Linked DNA regions of Mus musculus: region 2 is linked to region 1. Evidence: chromatin contacts called from public HiChIP or PLAC-seq data. All regions are on one chromosome and are shown on one strand. The core of a region is the stretch at or near the end of the contact, and the rest is flanking DNA. Distances in the headings are between cores, read along the strand shown. Region 1 holds the start of Tbx15 (T-box 15). Region 2 overlaps Tbx15 (T-box 15).

Region 1 (3,934 bases), core at 993-3,492:
AGGCCATGCTGGGCTACCCAATGTTCTCAATTTTGAATCCCTTCTTCAGGAACCTTGCTCATTAATTCATTTCGTTGTTTCCTAGCCTCAGTGTACCCTCTTCCTTTTAAAACAGGCAATCAAATAATGGAACAGAGCGGCTGAAGTGTGTCACTAAGGGTTAGCTCTATATTCCATCGAATCTTTGTCAGGCCAAGACTAGAGCTACTAAACAAAATTCTGGAGACTAGCTCTCCACATTCACGTGACTGGAATATTCTCTTTTCCAATTCCTCTCTTTGCTTCCCTCACTTATGGGTGAGAAAGACGGAAGGAGAGAGCTTTGAACTATACCAATGGTTTCAGAGACCCCCACATGCCGGCCCTTTTGAGCTTAGACACACCAGACACACTCCCAGCAACCCAGACTCTTCCCCCAGAGAAAAGCACCCTTGACATCAGTCTTCCTAAATCGAATAATTTCTCCCTTATCCACTGTCAGGAAGATAAAATAACAAGAGATTCCCAAATCGAAAGTTGCCATAAGTCATTCCAATAACTGTACAGACCCTTACTGAAATCCTGACAACAGATAAATTGGGTGACGGGATGGCAGAATAGAGGACACATATTAGCTATCTTCGGTTCCTTCCTGGATTGCCCACACAGCAGACCGAGTGGACCTGCCCTTGCTCCCAAAGAGAGAAAGTCGTGGATGGATGAAATAAATCTCCTTTTAATTTTCTTTTCATCGACTAATAAAAATAATTCCCCAGCACTAAACCCAAATTCCGTAACGGGCCGCAAGAACACGGAGAATTCATGAAACTCTGTCTCTGCAGGTCTCTGGCTAATCGAGTTATTATTAGCCTCGGGAGCGTGGAAACTGAACTGTCACTGCTGAAAGAGAAAATGTAAGCGACAGCTGTCCCTCTTCGGGCTTTGGCTAGCTTTCAGGCCAGGATCCTCAAGCTCCCGAGCCTACTGCTGCTCCCATTCCTGTGTGGGCGGCTGCCTGACTCTTCCCCCCCACCCCCAAGCCGTGTAGGACAAGGAGTCTAGTCCTGGATCCTAGCTGGTCCGCAGGGACACCTTCTGCAGGGCCTTAGAAATCTGGGCTGAAAATACTAGTTGTTGAAAATATTCTGAAGCCGCTAAACCGAGTTATGAGTGTAGTGTTTGTGAGCGTGCTTACAGGATTTTGACAACAGCTGTTCCCCCGGGCTGTTTTGCACTGTTGAAATCTTGGCACTAAATACAAAATGTGAAGCTGTTTTCTCCCTCTTAGGGTTCTGTTAAAATACACACATTGACATCCGCCTTGAGTTTTAAGTGTTTTGTGCATATTAATTATGTACAATATGGAGAGATCTAAGAAAATTAGTTGAAACGTGCACCCACCCAAATACTGAGATGTGGGCACGGATTAAAGACCTGGGTCTCAGGATACAGTGTCTATCTACTATGTCCCCAGTGAAATAGAAATAATTATACTCCACCATCTAAAACTTAGTTGAGAGAGAAACTAAAAGAGAAAACCGGAACATTTCCCATGGCTGCCTTATAGGCTTCGTCTGGCAGCACTCGGGGGCTCTCAGAAGCACGGAAGCAAGTCTCAGATCCACTGGGCTCTTTCTCCAGTGTCTTTGACTGAGCTCTTTCAAACCCAGGGACCCGCAGCCCTCAGTCTCTGACACAAGAGAAGGGGGATGGACGCAAGTAGGCCTTGAAATTGGCGATTAAAATGCAAGGCTCGGGCCAGGCCCCCAAATTGGTTCCGGCGAATTTAGGGAGGCTCAAGGTATTTATGCCAAGAAAAAGGAACCCCCGTCGGAGTGAGGCAGGGAGTCAGCAGGCAGGGCCTCCCTCCACTCGCGGGGATACCGGCTGGTGTTCCTTCTCCACCCGCCTCCCGTCGTCCGATCCGACACACTCACCCGGGTGGGGCTCCAGGCCGTGTGTCGCCGGGTCGTCTGTGTCTCCGAGTGGGCCTGCGGGACTCAGCGCCTCCATGGACAAGTCCAGCCCCTTCTCCTCCCAGTCTCGCAGTTTCCGCTTTTTATTTGAGCCGATCAAGGCTTCAACGGAGAAGGCATGTGCTCGGGAGCTCAGGGCGACTGCAGATCTTCTCCGTTCACTCATTTTAGCCGCCCGCACCCGGGTCTCCTCTAGCCCGCGCTACTGAGCTGGCAGCCCCGCGGCCGCACGCTCCGAGCGCCCGCCGACCCGGCCCTGGAGAGGCGGCGGCGCCGCGGCCGAAACTGGGGCGGCGGCTCCGCGGGTGATCTGCGCCCTCCCTCCGTGTCCTCCCCCGCCCTCGACCGCCGGATCAGACCGGTGCCCCCAGCTGCCCCAGCCTCTAGGAACTAGCGCGGGGAACGCCGCCCGCCCGTTGCATGGAGCACTGAGTCCAGCTCCCCACCCACCCGGGCAGGCGCTCACAAACTCTGCTGACTGAACTTCATCTTTTCTTTTTTTTTTTTCTTTTCTTTCTTTCTTTTTTTTTTTTTTTTTTAAATTCACTCCCTCTTCCTTTTTCTCCTCCCTCTCCCCCTTCCCCACTCGTTCTTCCCGTCCTTCCCTGATCCAAACTTCTGGGAAACTTTTCCCCCCTGAATTCCTCCCTTCCCGAGGAACAGGGGGTAGGCAGTGAGCTCCTGTCCGAGGGGTGAGGGAAAAGGGAGGGGGAGCAGAAAAAGGCAGAGGGGAGGAAAGCCAGCCCCCAGCCAATGGCAAGAAAGGAACAAGAGAAAGCCCGAGAGCTCGGGCCAATGGGGAGAAGGGAGAGACTGAGGCTCGGGCCAAGGCTGTGCGCTGGCCATCCCCAGGATGCTTCTCTGCCAACTTTAACCCCTGGCTTCCCGGCACCCGACTTGTTTCTCTGTAGGAGGAGGGCAGTCGGGACAGCTCAAAGTCAAAATCTGATCTTCGCCCTTATAGACTCTACAAGTCCAAATACGAATCCATACAGTTTCCTTCCAAACTCTCAGGATCTAATAGAGCTAGCTATCATACTCAGTTCAGATGCAGATCTGGGAAGCTGATGCTGTGACAAAATGCTAACCTGTCCCTCTCCTCAAAAAAAAAAAAAAAAAAAAAAAAAAAAAGGCAGAAGATATTTCTGATCATATCACCCATGCCCCCAGGGGCTTTGAGATCTGCCCAAATTTCTCTACGCAGGTTTCTACTGTGTTCCAGATCAATGACTTTCTAAGCGGGTCCGGTTAAGGCAAAACGAAACAACAACAACAAAAAATTTTCCTGCTGCCATTCGGCCTTATAACTGAACATTTCAGGACTTCACGCTCCTTGTTCTACCTGATGGAGGGAGGAGACAGACACGCTGAGAGTTAAGAGACCTGCATGGGCCGCTTAGCTTGCCTCGGGGTCTGCAAACTTACCCTGCTAGACTGGGCCCCTGCACCACACAAATAGTAACTTTCATAGCGCAGCAGACTCTGAGCTGCGCTTCGCCTATCCCGGGCTCTTATTCCAAAGAACCCACAGCGGGTGCCGGGGTTGGGGGTGGGGGGGAGATAGATAAGACTTCTGATAGCTGGGAAGGAACTTTTTCAAAATTTCTTCAAATCCCCTCATCTCCAGAACTTGGCTCTCATCTCTTACTAATGATCTCCCTTTGCTCCCACGCCTCACTTTTAAAGCTTTCAGGACCGTTCATTCACCACAGATAACCTAGGAACTTAAAACAACATCCCCCACCATTTTTGTTATCCAACCGCTCACCAAGTTATTTATCCTCATGGATAAATGGCATAAGGCCTCAGATCGCAGACTTATACGGAGGCCAAAAAGAGAACGGAGGGAAGGAAGAAAGAGGGAAAGAAAGAATAAAAAATCTCCTATTTCAGAGCAGAGGCCTAAAAGCCTCATTTCCCCATTCCAAAGTTCCTGGTCAAAATAATTCTATCCTGAGGCTATGAAGCTGGGAAAGGAG
Region 2 (3,934 bases), core at 419-2,918, 83 kb before region 1:
ATTATGGTATGGTATGAATTACTTTATAAGTAGCCAACTCTAAAATAATAACTATGTATCAGCTATCAAATATAACTTTAAAAACAGTAATGGAATCATATATTTAAAATCTAAGAAGATTTATAGATGTTGTGTATTCTGTCTCTTCTAGCATTCTCTTGAATGATTATCTAGCCTCTGTTGATGCATTTCTTTGAGAAGATAGTCTGAGTTTTTGTTAGATCTGTTATTAAGCTACTTCTGACATTTGGCTGATATCTTAGATGTAATTATTTTCATCCTCCAATGAAATGATGAAACTCTTATACATTGCCACTAAGCATCCTTCTTCCATGTTCTCCTCAAGGAGACCTTCCTTAGCCTAAAAATACAGCATGCCATACATAAACATATCCTGCCATCCAGGAGTTCACATAACAGGGTTTTTCTCAAGGCAAAGGTGTAGTGATAACATTTGTAGCCCACCCCCAAAATCAGTGGCAAAGAATATAACATTACTAGTCACACCTTATTATTGGGCTGTATACTTCATAGTTCAATAACTATATTTTTACTATATGGGAAAAATATAAATTAGCCTTTAATATGTATTCTTGTGTGTAGAATTATAGAAATGTCATGCATTTATATTATTCAGTCTTTTAATGGCTTCTGAATGTTTCTATTTTTGGAAAAAAATAATTCTATTTATTTGCTATATTTTGTCTCAAACTCTGTCAAGCTTCATTGATTAGATCCAAGTGCTAGAAATCACTTGCACTGTACCTCAGAATGTAGTATAGGGCCATGGCGCAATTTAATAATCCCCTTCTTTCTAGAGTAGCTTGTATGTATTTCAAGGGATTTGGATTCAATGTTTTCCTTTGCTCAAGTTCCTAGAAAAATGCTTGCTGCACAGTACGTCTCAGTTTATCTCACTGAATTAACAAACGGGTGTCACTAAGTCATAATTTTAACAATTTCCATTTTCTCAACTGATGCATGTTAAGTTAACTAAGTAGTGGAACTAATCCATAAATTTCAGCTAGTATCAATTCTCTTTCTTAAGTTTAATTTTTTTAAAACCAACTTGATATAAAAATAAAGTCTCTGAGGATAGAAAGAGTCCTCTAGTGTCAGATATCAGGGCTTTTTATTCTCTGTCTAATTGGGATTGTGTCTTTATTGACCTAGGTCTCAGGGAGGTTTCAGTTTCCCTTCTGCCTCTTTTGTCCTAGATTTAGGATTCCTGATCTTCCATTAAGCCTGAGTGTTCTAGCAGAGTCTAAGCATTTCTACCCATTGCCTTCTATAAGAATGTTTGTCAACTACCCATTAAGGTCTTCAGCTACTAGATGTCTATACGAGGTGTATCGTTCTAACCATTGTTTGCTCGATGTTATCTTGCCTTGATTTTGTAAAATTTTATCTCCAAGATTTACAAAATGGACTCATTGTTTCACAGATGCAAAAAGCTGCAGTGTCTGGTTAACATGTTCCACATGGTGGGCCTCTGTGGGCTACGGCACAGCAGAGACCTGGCGTCATCTCTGAAGCTTCCAATCAGAAACAGTCAAGTTGGCAACTGTTTCCTCTTGCTGACTTTTCCTCCTTAGTCCAGTGACAACAGAGGCCACATCTAAACCCCCTTTGTTTGGTCTTTTGGCTGTAACTTCCTCTCTGGTTTCCAAGCTGCTTCTCTTTTGTCTTGGCCAAGCCAAAAAATGTGCTGAAGGAGGAGAAGAGGGAGGAGGCAGAGCTAGCCAAAGAGCTCCTTCACAAACTAATGATGCCTCCAGATCAACTGATGGGGAATTGTAACCAGCTTGTAAAGAAATACCCTTCCAACTGCATTTCTACAAGAAACAAACAAACAAAGAAAACAAAACAAAAACTTCCTTAAAGTCCAGCAAAGAGATTGTAATAACAAATATCTAAATATCCATAATCTGGCTTAGGTATCCCTGTGTGCAATTTTCACATTATCAGTGGCTTCATCATTATTATCTATTTATTTTCTCTTTATCTCCAACTTCTTTATCCATTTAACTTCTCCCTATGCCGTGTACTGAGACTACCATGAACAGAGCATATGCGATAGGTTGATATGACCACTGGTCCTCTCTCGACAGAAGTAAATCCACAGCTAAATCTATTCTAAGGTAGCAGGAACTTTGAAAGCATAAAGGAGCATTCAGACAAAAGAAAAACTTAGGAGATATAAAAGCAAAAAAGACACAGGGCTTAAGTTGTGTCATTTTCAATTAAAAATGAAAGCAATATAAAAAGAATTAATTTATGAAATATATGATGCATTTGGAGATATGTAATAGGTGCTATGAGGCATTGAGCAAGAAGTATTTAATATACATAGGAAACGGAAGATTCCACAAAAAGTCATCTATAAAACCTCAATATTAAATGACACTCTAAGCAATCTTCTACTACAGATAAGTGGTAACTTTTGTAGCAGAGTCAACAGTATGTGCAAACACTTCCCAGTGTGGAAACAAAGGTATGCTATGGGCACTTGACAGAGAAGCTCTGCATATGACAAAGGTGTGTACAATGGACATCCAGTCCAGATCTAATTACCATATCTCAAAGTTCTTAATCTATCCCTGCTCTCTGGAGGCAAGGTCAAACCTTCCACCTTCTCTCCCTTTCATTACTTTGTGGAATCAGCTCTAACCTCCAGTTGCTTAAGACATTTTATGTTGAGATGCTCTAAAGGATCACAGATCAGAAGCCTACAAATTTAAACAAAAGCCCATCATGCAAAATTTGGCTTCATGGGGTACAACAATTATATCTACACAGTAAAGATGCTGGAATCAAAAAGCCTTTTTCACTGGTGTGGGAGAATGAGGAATTGATGAATATGTGTTTAGAATTGAATAAAAATTGCTCATTGCCTAGTGGTCCCCAGGTGTTCCTTTTCAACTACCCTTCTTAGAGTTTGGATAAGCTGTGACATCAGCTCCTGGGCATTTTCAATGTCTCATGAATAATAAAATTTGTAATAATACCAAGCAGGCTAACTAAAGCATTAAGTTCCTGTAAATTTGACTGAATACTCTGGCTTTGGTACAATGAAAGTCACTCAAGGGATAGATGAATACTTTAGCTGAGAGCTTAGACTCTAAAGATAGTCTGGCTTCTAATTAAGGTAAGTTTGGCCAAGGTAAGAAACTTCTTCATGCCACCAAAGTCTCCATAATTGTAAGATAGAGAAATCTGGATTTGTTATAATAATTGTGGCTTAATAAGCACAGCTTGATTGAAAACGAAGTTTATCAAGGCAAGTGAGAGAGTAAAATGAGAAGTTGGTCATCATTGTTCCAATTCAAGCAAAAGAAAATCTGCTCAAGATTCAGCTTGGTCTAGCAGATATGGCCTTACGTCCCTGGAATTCATGGTGCTATCCATATACTCTGGCTCTGGATAAAATGTAAAAGCAGTTCCATGTTACCTAATTCCATTTCTCATTTTCTCATCAGAGAACCAAAAACGTGTCCTTCAAGCCCCTTTAGGCCTCATTATCTTGCAGATACTTCAGACTCCAATATACTAACCATTAAAAAGACGTCACTGGGTTCAATGACACCATCCTTGGGCAGGAGCCATAGATAATAAAACAATTGCCAACTTTCCCTGGCAAATCCATATGGCCAGGAGGACAATGGTGGAAACAGTTTATGACAAGGGAGGGAGAACAAATAATAAAGCAGAGAGAAGCATTAAGTTCTGGCTAAACAAACAGCCATGGCTTGGATAAATAGGAGGAATACAATTGCCAATAGGAGGGGGAGGATGCCAAAATCTAGTATAGGGCCAGCTACCTTGAACGACAAATGCAACAGTCCCCGAGAAGTTCAACACCGATTGCTTCCATAGACCTGCTGAATGGCAGAAGTCACCCATGCCAGGGATAACAAGAAAGTATGCAAAAATC

What was found. HiChIP or PLAC-seq counts read pairs in DNA pulled down with a chosen protein or histone mark.
Region 2: a contact with region 1 is called in an H3K4me3 HiChIP or PLAC-seq map of neural progenitor cells, with 2.6 times the contacts expected there. The contact joins the enhancer-like site here to the promoter of Tbx15 in region 1. A contact is called at or near these places in 2 of 484 Hi-C or Micro-C datasets (neural progenitor cells and psoas muscle) and 2 of 115 datasets of contacts at active chromatin or transcription factors (embryonic stem cells and neural progenitor cells).

Annotation. Positions count from the first base shown.
Region 1 is chr3:99,252,068-99,256,001 of GRCm38.p6, reverse strand. Tbx15 (T-box 15) reads right to left here and starts at 2,242. Exons shown (of 8, transcript NM_009323.2): 1 at 1,917-2,242. The coding sequence starts at 2,121.
Region 2 is chr3:99,334,720-99,338,653 of GRCm38.p6, reverse strand. The region is part of intron 6 of Tbx15 (T-box 15); the gene reads right to left. Among named protein-coding and RNA genes, the nearest start is that of Gm52611, 15 kb to the left of the region's middle. Within about 2 kb of position 1,668, at least 6 of the 459 cell types and tissues checked have an H3K27ac peak or open chromatin away from gene starts, as enhancers often do. A contact at or near this core is called in neural progenitor cells, where this site is marked.